Regions from separate parts of the Mus musculus genome. Here region 1 is linked to region 2. The links are chromatin contacts, called in public Hi-C maps. All regions are on one chromosome and are shown on one strand. The core of a region is the stretch at or near the end of the contact, and the rest is flanking DNA. Distances in the headings are between cores, read along the strand shown.

What was found. Hi-C and Micro-C count contacts between places; a contact is called where the count stands out from the background.
Region 1: a contact with region 2 is called in a Hi-C map of epidermal suprabasal cells, with 2.5 times the contacts expected there. The contact joins the enhancer-like site here to the promoter of Zfp618 in region 2. A contact is called at or near these places in 2 of 39 promoter capture datasets (liver and maxillary cranial neural crest), 7 of 484 Hi-C or Micro-C datasets (Th1 cells, epidermal suprabasal cells, liver and 3 more) and 2 of 115 datasets of contacts at active chromatin or transcription factors (CD8 T cells and embryonic stem cells).

Annotation. Positions count from the first base shown.
Region 1 is chr4:63,017,820-63,024,136 of GRCm38.p6, reverse strand. The region is part of intron 1 of Zfp618 (zinc finger protein 618); the gene reads right to left. Among named protein-coding and RNA genes, the nearest start is that of Gm30764, 41 kb to the right of the region's middle. Within about 2 kb of position 4,361, at least 10 of the 459 cell types and tissues checked have an H3K27ac peak or open chromatin away from gene starts, as enhancers often do. A contact at or near this core is called in CD8 T cells, epidermal suprabasal cells and liver, where this site is marked.
Region 2 is chr4:62,963,593-62,970,270 of GRCm38.p6, reverse strand. It overlaps Zfp618 (zinc finger protein 618), which reads right to left and starts at 4,704. Exons shown (of 15, transcript NM_028327.1): 1 at 4,565-4,704. The coding sequence starts at 4,597.

The sequences.
Region 1 (6,317 bases), core at 3,112-5,611, 54 kb before region 2:
CTACGAAACTATCCCAGTATCCTCATTTCCACTGTTGACAGTCATTGCAGCCAGGAGATCCTTTTAAAAACCTTACTTTATTATCATTTCCACCGCCCCACAGGGAGGTGTTTTAATATTCCCCCAACACACCTAGTTCATTCCAACCTCAGGGCCTTTGCATGTACTGTCCTGTCCCTAGAACACTTTCCCCATTAATCACAAGGTTTGCTCCAGAATGACCTCTCCTGGCTAGCTCCTAGTCTCAGTACCCTATCCCATTTTTGGTCCTTTTCATATCCCAAACCTCAGTATTCATTTCAAGCACTTCCTTATCTCTAGGGAGAAATCAACTTGGTGGGGGTTCTATTCTCATCGCAGTGTGAATACGGGCAGGCTTTGACCCTGTCCCCACTGCATAGCCAAGCAAACATCAGCAGACAACGTGGAACTGGACAGAAGACACAGCTCTAGGGTCTACTCGCCCACCAGGGCAGCCAATACTAACCAAACCCCAGAGCCAAGGAGGAAGAGGCAGACTCAGGTAGGTTATTATCCACACTCAGGCCTGGTTGGCTCTGCCACTCTCGTCGATGCTGGTTTAGAGCATCAAACTCTAGAATTATCACACTAGAGGCTGTCAAGAACCACCACGTGGGGACTTCCCAATGTCAGCTCAGATGTGTAAAGGGCTCGAATGCCATCTCTTCCTGTCCTTACAAAAAGGGAGAAGGAAAAACTGAAACCAAGTTCTCTTAGGGTCCCTGGAGAACACTGGGCATAGAGCAACCGACGAATAAACAAACTGGAGACACGCAAATGCAGAGCCAGATGGCTGCGGGTCACATCTAAAATGTTCTCTGTGGGAAATGTACCTTAGGCTGGAAGGTAACAGAGCCTATAGGAGGTAAGGACTGGGAAAAGGAAGCAAGGGCCCTGGGGATGAGGCAAGGGTGGGCTACTGGGACCCGCAAAGCCAGCAACTGTGCTCCACACCAGGGGCCCCTTCTGTTATACCTGCCTCTCGCCAAGCCTCTAGACAAGGAGCCACCAGTGGAAAGCCACCAGGCTGAAACCCCTGAGACTGTGAGCTAAGATCCCCCTTTCTCCTTTGAAGAGGACCTCAGCAAGGAAGTGGTAACTCACAGAACCTCTTCCCGGAGCTGTGAACCCTTAGAGCACTTACTGGCTGCCTTCCTGACGGCTGGAGGCTAGCCTGAAGTGTACTGAAGCCCCCTGGAGCATCTACAGTTCAAGGCTGACTTGTTACTCTTAGAGCTCCACACTGCCAGCTTCAGCAAAGAAGAGTGGGTTGTAACAATTTACTACACAGAAAGGGTGATGAAAAGTGCTGGGGACAGGGAAGCCCAGCACCTTAAGCCCCTGAGAGAACCTGTCCTGCCGGTGTCCCCAGGACAGCAAACAAGAAGGCTTAAGACGTGTCTCTAAAGGTCACAGGCAAGGAAGCAGATCCATACACACCGAATCAATACACAATGAAATCAATGAAACAACTGAGATCGAGTCGTAAGAGCACAGACAGGTTCCTCCCTACCACCCTGAGACTCCCAGAAAGACTCCAGTAAACGACAACTGATCACAAAAGCTTCAAGACTAGTGATGAGCTTTTTAGAGAAGCCAAAGACAGAGAACAAAGAAAAAAAAAAAACAATGACAATAGATACATGATAGATAGATAGATAGATAGATAGGTAGGTAGATAGATAGATCACTTGTTATTCTCTCTCTCTCTGTGTCTCTCTCTAGTAAACACAAATACATAAATAACCAAATAAAAGAATACTGAGATTCATACAGCCTCAGCAAACATTGAGTATAGCCAGGGACCTAGTTCTCACATATGCTCATATGATTTACTTGATAAATCATGTTTAATTTTCAAAAAAAAAATTACACGGCATCCCAAAGGGCAAGAAGAAAAGCACATAGCATTTACCGCTCTATTTATGCAGACTCAGGAGCAACAGAGACTGTTCTCAATGGTACTAGGTAACCCTAAACTTGAACTCTGAAAAAAACATTAGGGGCACTCATGGAAAATGCAAACAGGCCCCAACAGGTCAACACAGAAGCAGAATCTACTGAAGACCCTGAAGAGAGAATGCAGGGAGTCAAACGCATGCCATAGAACTCAAGGTGGCCTTTTGTGATGGACTCCTTGGTAGACTTGACACCACACCACTAAAGAAAACAAGCAAAGCTGGAAAACAACAGAAACTCCCCAGACTGAAATACAAGGAAAACAAACCCAGAATGCTGTAACTCCTGATTTACCACAGAACACACAAGGGACATGGGAATCAGAGAAAGGAACAGGCTGAGGGCTGGGCTGGGCTGGGCTGGAAGCTTCTTACAGAGGAGCAGAGCTGGGTTCCCAGCTCACAGACACCTGAAAGTCTACTTCCAGGAGATCCAACACTGTCTTCTGACCTCAGACACCAGATACAGAGCACACACAGACAGGCAGGCAAAACACTCACGGACACACAAAGAGAAAGGAAGGAAGAGAGAAGAGAAAAATGCTGAGTAAACCAAGCTCAACAGTTTGTCTTAGGTCCAACAAGGAACAAGCCACCAATCCCACAAGGAGGAGGGACAGGCAAGTGAAGAGTCAGCTTAGTATTCCCGGGAGCTGAGACCAGGGCTGGGAAGGACAGAAAGACTGGGCCACTGCCAGCAGCGGAACACAGGCTGACTGGGGAGCTATCTGAGAACTCCCACTTTTTGCAAACTCCAGTTCCTGCAGCCTCACTAGCTCCCCCACCCTGACCCCATGCCCCAGAAGAAAGAGAAAGTAACAGTCTTTAGATATCTCCAACAGGACCCCAGCAAGGGCAAGGGTAGGTGGGGGAAGGAATGAGCCATTTGGCCTCCCTGAGCCTTCTGTCTCACGGTCAGGGAGGTGTCTGAGAAACATTTGTGATGCTTGCTTTTGGGGAAACAGGCCCACTCAGGACTGAGCACTCCACAGAACATTCTAGAGCACTCTGCCTACACCTTACTGTATCAGTTAGTTCCTCTCTTACAGAGAGTCACACACAGAATTGTACGGCTTAGGCAGGCACTATCAAAGTGGTGGCTCACGCCTTTAATCCCAGCACTCGAGAGGCAGAGGCAGGCGGATTTCTGAGTTCGAGGCCAGCCTGGTCTACAAAGTGAGTTCCAGGACAGCCAGGGCAATACAGAGAAACCTTGTCTTGAAAAAAACCAAAAAAAGAAAAAAGAAAAAAGAAAGGAATAGAAGAAGACCCAACAGGACAGGAGACAGAATCAAGGACCTTAGAAGGAACTGCCCTGTGGCACCTCCAGGTTAGACTGATGAGGGGGACTCACCTCTCCCTGCAGTACTGGGCAGCTGTAAAGGCTGTTAAACATACTGTTAAAATCAATTATCTGTGTTAACAGAAAGCTCTTATTGTAAGTACTTCTGATGCTTATTTTCCTGTAAATAAACAAAGATATTGGGGGATGGGTGATCTGACTCCCTAATTGACAGCTATTAAGAATGCTTCTGGTATCAGCTGTTTTAGAAAAAGAATTGTCAGGAGTAGGAAGATGTCTCAGCTCGCAAAGGGCTTGTTGTATATGTAGGAGGCCCTGAGTTTGGATCCCAGCACCCATGTAAAAGCCAGACATAAAGGAGCTAGTTTCTAACCCCAGCACAGGGATGGGAGTCAGGTGAGACAGCCAATCGCTGGAGCTTACTGGCCAGCCAACCTAGCCAAAAGGTGGGCTGTAGGTTCAGTGAAAGACCCTCAAAAAATAAGGTGGAGAGCAAATGAGGAACGCATCCCATGTCTGCTCATAGCCTGCACATACATGTGTACATATACATGAACATATATATTCATATACAAACCACATAAAGAAAGAAAGGAGAAGGACTGCCATTCAAAGAGCCATCTGCATGACCATGCACCAGCACCTGCTGCTGAGAACACTCCACAGACACCTTGGTGAAGCAACATGACAACTGCAGCCAGTTGCTGTTTAAGCACAACTCCAGTCCCTGAAGCATCAGGACTATTTCAAACAGCTTTTACTGGATTCTCCCTACAGCCACTTCCACAAATGCCAGAGGGATGGTAACTTCCCCAATAGCCCAGCACAGGGATCATTGTCCCTAGGGCAAAAAAGTTATCCTTTCTAATAGAGCTGACAACACAAGAAAGAAGCAGGAGCCATGACTGCCACACAGCAGCAATGACAACAGAGCAGCTGGTGCCCATAAGAAGCGGAGCTGGAAAGCAGTCTGGGGGCTTTAACAGCCACTGAAGATGGAAGGCTGAACTAGTAACCAGAAAACCAGAGAGTAGCCTCAGAAGGGGTGGAGCCATACGGGTGGCAGCAGAGTAGTGAGCAACGGGCAGGCTGGGCAGGAGCCAGTAGGAGAGCAACAGTGGCTTAGCAGCCCGGATCTCAGCAACAACAGTGGTGGCAGCAGCCTCAGGGGTCAAAGGTCTAGATGCCCTAGGCCCTCTGGCACTGCCAAGGGCCGGGGTCTTCTTAAGCCCACACAATAGCTCTGCACACCAGTCAGTGCCAAGGGTTCTAGTACCTGAGTCCTGAGTGAAATCTGTAACACTAGAGGGAGCCATATGCTGCTGCTCCTGGCTGGTTGGTGCTACCCCACACTGTGGTCAAAAGTCCAGGGCTACAAAATTGGCCAGGAGCCAGAATTCAACTACCCATGATCCTATCCCAGTACAACAAAAGTATTCCAGCCATCGGACTGTTAATAGATACACTAAGCTGTAAATCCCTGGATGGATAAACACAAAAGATCACACTATAGGTCTGTTTACTGTAGTTCCTCCAACTTGATGATACATTGTGGGTTACTCCAGCCCTCCTGCTATATGTGTCATGTCTAGCTTCCCACAAAAAAAATAAAAATTAAAAAAAAAACAAGTCATAGTAAAAAAAATTGGAGAGACACAGTAGACCGACACAAAATGCATGTGTAGATTTAAAATAACTATTATTGGAACACTGGGGCTCTAATGGGAAAGGTAGACACTACATAAGAACAGGGGCTGCCTGACTGAGAAATGAAATCAAAAGGCAACGCTACGACTGGGAAGACTGGCTCAGTCAGTAAAGTGTCTGCCACATTAGCATGAAGTCCCAAGTTGGGATCCCCAGCATCTGTGCAAAACAGTACATGCAAGCCAGACAGGGTAAAGGCACCACTACCAAGACTAATAACCCAAGTGAGTGAGGACCCGAGGTGGAAGGAAAGAACCAGCTCCTCCCAGCTGTCCTCCGACCTCCAGACGCTCACCATGGAGTAAACACCGAGGTATAAGCGCGGGCAAGCTCATGCAGGTGTGAATGTACACATACACATTCAAATACATAAACGTGTAATGCTGTACGCAAATCTGGGCGTGGTGGCACATATGCAGTCTCAGCACTGAGGAGGTGAAGACAAGACGATCCTGGGTTTTCCTGGAAGCCAGTCCAGACAACAGTTGAGTTCCATGTTCAGTGAGATAGGCAAGAATACAGTGGAGACTGACTAGAGAAGATATTTAATGTCAATCCCTATGCCCATACACATGCACAGCAAGGCTAAAAACAAGAGCAAACAGAAACACAAGGTAGAAAAAGAACGCAAAAGAGACAAGGCGTTTAGGGGTGTAACTCAATTGGTGGGGTTCTTGCTTTGAATACGTGAGGTATGAGTTTGATCCCCAACACAGCAAAAGTAGGCCTGGTGGCATAAACCTATAACCACAGAATAAAGACCAGGCAGGAGAATCAGATGTTTGCTAGGGAGCTGTGGTCTCAAAAAAAAAAAAAAAAAAAAAGGGAAAGCACCTGTCTTAGTCAGGGTTTCTATTCCTGCACAAACATCATGACCAAGAAGCAAGTTGGGGAGGAAAGGGTTTATTCGGCTTACTCTTCCATACTGCTGTTCATCACCAAAGGAAGTCAGGACTGGAACTCAAGCAGGTCAGGAAGCAGGAGCTGATGCAGAGGCCATGGAGGGATGTTCTTCATTGGCTTGCCTCACCTGGCTTGCTCAGCCTGCTCTCTTATAGAACTAAGACTACCAGCCCTGAGATGGTCCCACCCACAAGGGGCCTTTCCCCCTTGATCACTAATTGAGAAAATGCCTTACAGTTGGATCTCATGGAGGCATTTCCTCAACTGAAGCTCCTTTCTCTGTGATAACTCCAGCTGTGTCAAGTTGACACAAAGCTAGCCAGTACAATTGACCCCTTGTCAACTTGACACACAAACACATCACTAGTAAGCCTCAACCCTTACAATCTTATTCATCCCCATTCTAAATAACTTTAAAAGTCCCA
Region 2 (6,678 bases), core at 3,455-5,954:
CAGGGACGGTGCCTCCCGATGTACACAGCCAAGAATTCCCAGGTGGCTGAAAAGCGGTTCAGACTGGGTACAAAGTGGGTGGCCCAAGGCACCTAACCTACATAGTTTCTCTACAGCCATAGGAGATAAGCAACAAATGAGGAAGCACAACATAAACAAGAAAATTCAAAAACTCTCAGCACATCATGCGAGTTCATTTGTCTGGTACCTTTGGTTTAGGAATCTTCTGGCCATGAGATACTGTTGGAAATGAACTTCCCATCATTACAAACATCCCAAAGGTAAGTTTCATGGGACAATGTTTGCACATTGAACCAAACAATCTGTCTCTCTGTATTCGCTTCTATCCTCCCCACTCTAAGTCTGACTGATTTACCAAGTGACTCTATGACACACCAACAGAGAGTGACTCTCAGTCTAAGAAATAGTAATTCAGAGGTATGCATGCCACTGGACTGCCGAACCTCTGTAACCAGAATAGGGAAACCGGATGTGGTCTCAGCAAGCTTTCTCTACACTTCGATGAAGCAACTGCAACCAACCCCTTAAGAATCAGAATCACCAAGGAACCAATGCATTCCTATCCTCCAGCTGGGTTGAACACACATTTCACAAGCACAGCTCTACAGGAAATAGTGATCTACCCAAGGTCACGTAGCAAAACCTTGAGAGAGGTAACCCTGAGTACCCACAAAGCCACTTCTCCTCACCACCGAGGAGACACAAACAGTCATGAAATGCTATAACATGCCAGTACTGAGAATTCCCTATGTGTATGAAAAGCCAGCTTATCTACACCAAGTCAAATGGGGCAAGAAAGTTCTCCTTGCCCACAAAGGAGAAGGAAGGATTCTGAAGTCAGACGGAGGCAAAAGTGGAGAAGAAATCCTATCAAACCCAGGAACAGTTCACAACTGTTCACAACTGGTACAAGTCATGGGCTGTGTGTCTTCTAGAACCATAAAACCAGCCATCTTTGCTGTCCTGCAAAAGCAAGCCTTGTTCAATTCGACCGCTTGTGTAAAGGCTCAAAGTACAAGCAAGCTGTTCTTCCTGGCTTGGTTCAAGTCAAACTATAAAGCGAGTCCTTGAAATTTCAAACCTTATTAGAAAAAAAAATCTCCTTAGGCAGAAATCAAAACATTAATAAGAGTCTCCACTCTGAGAGGGAATAAAAATGACCTTTCACCAAAATAACCCAGACCATCATCAAATTACCACCCCTCAAGTCCAATTCGCCAATAAATTGGCAAATATTATATGAGAATGATAAACAGACGTGAACTAATAAAAACAGTTCCTATATTCGATACTAGCTTCCCATACTTCATCTGAAGGAGTAGACACAGAGAGGGAGAGACCAGGCCCAGGTCAGACCTCACCTCCGTGACACCAAGAGAAACAAAAGGGAGCTGGCCCCACCTCCAACAGGACCAGCATGCACTTCTATTTTTCTTTTTCTTTCAGAACAATCATGATGAGAGTAACCAATTCCATAAAAAGGAAAAAAAGAAGGAAAAAAAAAAAGATCTACAAAACAAATTACTCGCAATTTCTAGCCATAAACCATAAAACTACAGCCAACAAAACAAAATTCTCAGCAGAGTAGATTGCAGACATCTGAGTGGCAAGGCAGACTGTAGGCTATACCAAGAGATTCTCATTCCTTTGCACCGGAGATAACCTGTTATCTCCATCCTGGACCTTTGCTGAGGCGCCCTTACCCCATCCGTCTATCCATCCCTATGTCCATCCTTCTCCAGCCCTGGCCAACTTGAGCCCACTATCTCGCGAGGCCTCTAGAACTTCTGAAATTATAAATTCCTCGACTGTCAAGACATCGCCCTAAATAATTCAAGAGAAGAAATTTTAATTATGCACTTAAAGGAAAACAACAAAACAACAACAAAAAGGCTCATTCCAAACATGTCAGAACGTGGCCAGTCAGCCCTGAAGGATTGTTACAAAAACAAAAAAAAATTTTTTTTTAATTAAATTAAATTAAATTTCCCAAATGCTACGGCGATGATGGGGACTATCTAACCTGTGCCAATGTTAAATTCATTCCACAGAATTAGCAGCCCTTCAGAAACCCAGTTTCCATAAAACAAATTGGTGAGGTAGGTCCAGGACCACCCGCTAGCTGTTGATCCCGGGTCCAGAGTGGTCTATCCCCACCCCAGGTAACCCATCATAGCTCCAACCCCAACGTCTACAAGGTCCCCCCAAGTCCAACTAACACACTCCTTTTGGTTTGAAAAATTTGAACTTTTTTTTTTTTTTTACTCAAAAAAAAAAAAAAATCAGCACATCCGATCAGCCTAAATCATCACCAATTTCCCTTTATCTCAGAACAGATCTTATTCTCTTGTGTCAAATTTCCATCCAGTCAATATTTATCCCTTGAAAATTTTTCTCTTTTTTTTTTTTTTGTTTCACCTTCATTTGATTTATCTTAAGGACAAAACCTCCACATAAAATATTGTTTATAAAAAATGCTTTCAAATTCCCAAGGCAAGCATCTCTGGGTTTGGCTTTTGTGTGTATTCTGATTAGTTTTTCTTTCAAAGAAAATAATAAATTTTCCTGCTAGAAACAGCTGAGTTGGTGTTTCAGTTCATTTCTTCAGCAAAGTGTTCTTACCAGGGAAGATGGATTCAAATCAGAATTTTCATCTCTGCCATTCTCTCTCCCACCTTTTTTTCTTACTGGGTCAGTAAAATTTGTGGAATTTTCTGTTGTTGTTACAAATCCCCTCCCTTCAAAACACACACACACACAATCTTCAAATGATCAAGGCTAATGGATTTCTTCTCTTTTGACAGCAATAAAAAAAATTTGAAAAATGCAAAATATTAATGAATTATCCAACCCCACATCACAAAGAAACCTGAAGCCAACCTGAATTTTTAAAAAAGGAACTGATGATAATACTCTAATTGGACTAGAAAACAAAATTGAGAAAGACAAATTCTCCTCTTTAACAAGGATTTTTTTTAATCCTTATCTCCATCAATTGATTCACTTGTGTGTCGTAAAAAAAAATGGGCTTCTGTGAATCCACTGTTAGTTTTTCATAATAATGTTAATTATGCATATCTTATTTTAATGGCGGCCTCTCCTACAATTCTGTGGGCTACTCAGTTTGCACAATATATGAATTGACATTTTTCTCCATTGAATATTGCTCAAGAAAAGGTCCCTGACATTTTCTAGATAAAACAACAACAAAACAAGAAATGCCTAGACCTTGCAGCAAACAAAATCAGGAAACAGTCATAATTATTCCATCAAAGCAAAACACACACACAACACACACAACACACACATACACACACACAACATAACAAAAAACAGAAAAAAGACCGGCAGGATTTCACTCTAACTTTTCCAATTTCTGTTTTTCTTTAAAATCTCAGGAGTTAAATGCAGTAAAATGTAAATGTAAAAATTTAAACCTACAATTTTTGGGTGTGTCCAAAGCCAACATTTTAGGATCTATTTTCTCTCCTAAATCCTTCTTTCTTGGAAATGGAAAAACTTTGAACGCTGCCAAATGGCAAAATTAGTCATTTTTGCCTACGGAGCAAAACAAGCCGCAAATTATAATGAAACACAATTTCTAATTGCTTCATAAAGCCAATTCTCCCAGCTTTCCCTAAACTGAACTATTTCCCCCCTTTTCTCATTCCAATTACTATTTTTTTTTTACTCAAATTAAAATAACTTAGGTACCTAAACTGCCTTTGCTTTTAGGAGGTATTTTTGCTTTCTCCCCTTCAAGAATTGAATTCATTCAAATTCCAGCTTAATTTTCATTTACATATTATCTGGATTTGGCTTCAGAAATAAAATTGTCTCCATGTCCTTTCAATGATCAAAGTGAAAATTTTCACTCCAAAAAAGATAGAAAAAAAGAATCTTTCCCACATCCACCAGTTTGTAGATGAAACTTTGGAATAAATAAGAAATAAAAAATATTTCTTTTCAATTTTAATTTCTTTTTTTTTTTATTTACAAAATAGTATCCTCTAGGTGGCGTCGTTTTAATGGGAAAAAACTACCGTTTGAAGAAAAATTAGAAAAAAAAATTGAGAGAAGGAAATATGGCCTTAAAAAAAAAAAAAAAAAAAAAAAAAAGATTGTTGCAAAGATTGGGGGCCTGGAAGGAAAGCTCTCCTGGGGGTCACCAAGGACCATGAGAGCAGAGAGGGTCAAGGGGAAATTGCAAATTTCGGGGGAGGGGGAGATCTGGAAGAAGGTTGCATTTTCGCAAAATCTGAATTGTCCAAACTGCAATGGCTGCTCCGTGCTCTCGCCGCTTTGTTTCTGGGCTCCGGTCCGAGCTGGGGGCCGCGGGGGGCGGCGGGGGACGCCGGGTGAGGGGTCCCCATTAGCCTCGGCCGCCGCCCCCGCGTCGCCCGCGCCCCGCAGCGTCCCGGGGGGCCGCTCCCGCACCCCGGCCGCCCGGCCCCACTCCGGATCCCCCCGCCGGCGCCCGCGCTCGCCATCCCGCGGGGCTGCTGCGGCCCCCGCCCTGGCCCCCGCCCCGGCCCCGCGTTACCTGCGGAGCTGCCGCGCCGTCCGGCTGGCTCATCGGTCCGTGCGGGAGGAGGCGGCCCCGGCGCGTCCTGCTCCTCCCGGGCCGGGCTGCGCCGCGCGCACAATGCCGCTGCCACCGCCGCCGCCGCCGCCGCCGCTGCTGCCGCTCCCTCCTCCGCCCGCCCCGCGCGGGCCGGGGGGCGGGGGCCGGGGGCGCCGGGGGGGACCGCCGCGGGGACCGCAGATCGCCCCGCCGGCCCGCGCCCGCCGCGCTGCACCGCGCCCCGCACCGCCCCCGCCGGCCTCCGAGCCGCTGCGGGCCCCCGGCCTCTCCTCGGCCTCCGCCGCGGGCCTCCGCGACGCCCCACGCCTCACACAAAGCCGCCGGTCCCCCGCGCCGCCGGCGGCCCCCCAAACTTTCCCGCGCCAGCCTCGCGCGCGGGGCATTTGCTCGCGTGGGGCGGAGGTGGGGGCACAGAAAAGTTTTGGGGAGCGGCCTCTGGTGGGACAGAAGGGGTTAATGGGAACGCCTCTCCCCTCCCCACAAGCTCTCCCCCCCCCCCAAATCAGATCGATTTTTTTTTTAAATAAAAGTTTTGAGGAACGAAACTGGAAAGCTTCCTGGGAATATTCGGTAGCCTAGGCTATACCTAGCTCCCCCCTCCCCGTCCTCGCAGATAAGTTTGAGAACTGAGGGCCAAGGGGACCCTCTCTAACCCCCATCAAGTCTGAATATAAATTTACTATTTGAGGAGCCTCTCTTCTGTTTGATGTCAGTGAAGTCACTTTTTTACCCTCCCCCGCCAAAAAAAGTAAAAGTATTAAAAAAAAAAAAAAAACACAAAACCTGACCCTATGGAAGGAGATGTTGAAGGTTGAACAAGGGTCAGCCCCTCCCCCCCCCCCCCCCCCCAGTTAGAAAAGGAAAATTTTGACTTATCCCTCTTACTTGAACTGAAAGGTTAAAGAGGCCTGCTCTTTCAAAAGTCCTAAACTATAAAAATACAAAATGTTTCTTATATGAGAGCTTCCTCTTTATGACTTAGGAAGACTTAAGGGTTTGTTTCTGTCCTCCTACTCCCAAAATAGACTTAAAAATAATAAATCAGAAAGACCTGGCCTATATGAAAACTAGAGAGACCCCTGGATTCTTCTCCCACAGCTAGTTGAGTTTTAGAATAAGAAGTTGAAGAATTGCCATGTATCAGATGAGAAAGGAACCAATGTGTTTCCTTACCCTTCCCTTGAGAAAAAAAAAATAAGGATAGGATTGTTTTATGGAAATTAAGGCTAGTTAAACGGGTGCTTTTTCTGACTCCACCTTAAGAAAACATGTGTAGGAGCTTTTTAAAGTTTAAAGAGCAAACTCCTCTAAACAGAAAGGGCTCTAGAACTGTCCGTCCCCTTAGAACCCTTCTTCTTCCTTCAAGTTAGTTTTTAAAGACACCACTCTCCTGGAAGAATCAGTCTGTGGGAATTTGGCCCTCCGTAGAAGAAAAACAGTGAAGAACCCCACTTTTCAAACCCCAGCCTGGTAAATACATAAGAAGTTAAGCAGCATCTTCCAGTTACATCTGGAAACCTCTAAAGTCAGTGATTGATTTGAGATTTAAAAGTACCCATTTCTTTTTCCCCTGCTTATCGCGTATGTTCTTGGAAGAGATCTGGCAGCATCTTCCAAGGCCCGTGTGGATCAAGTGGGAAGCAGAGCTGGCAGTTGGGCAAGCCTGGCAAAGCTCTGCCTGCTTGCCTCACCTCCTCCTAGATACTAGAGCCTTAAACTGTTTTCAGAGTATCTGCCTCCTGGCCAGGCCTGCTCCTCTGCCCAAGCTAAGGCTGATAGGATTCCCTGGAATGGTAAGGAAGGAGATCAACGCAGTGGGATGGTTATCAAGAGAAAAGCCCTTCTTTGAGAGTCAGGAAAGGGGGGTACAGTAACTGTTCACTGAGCAGTTACTGTATATATATGGGAGGGGGGGCAGATAAACTGTCAAGAAGAGCTTGCCCTAGCCCTTCTCAAATTTGAACCACCCAGATTGGCTGGTCTCACCCTGGAGTTCTTACTTCATTCTGTTGAGGTAAGGAACTGATAGTTTACATTTCCATCAAGTGTCCCGGCAGCTGCTTCCCTAAAAA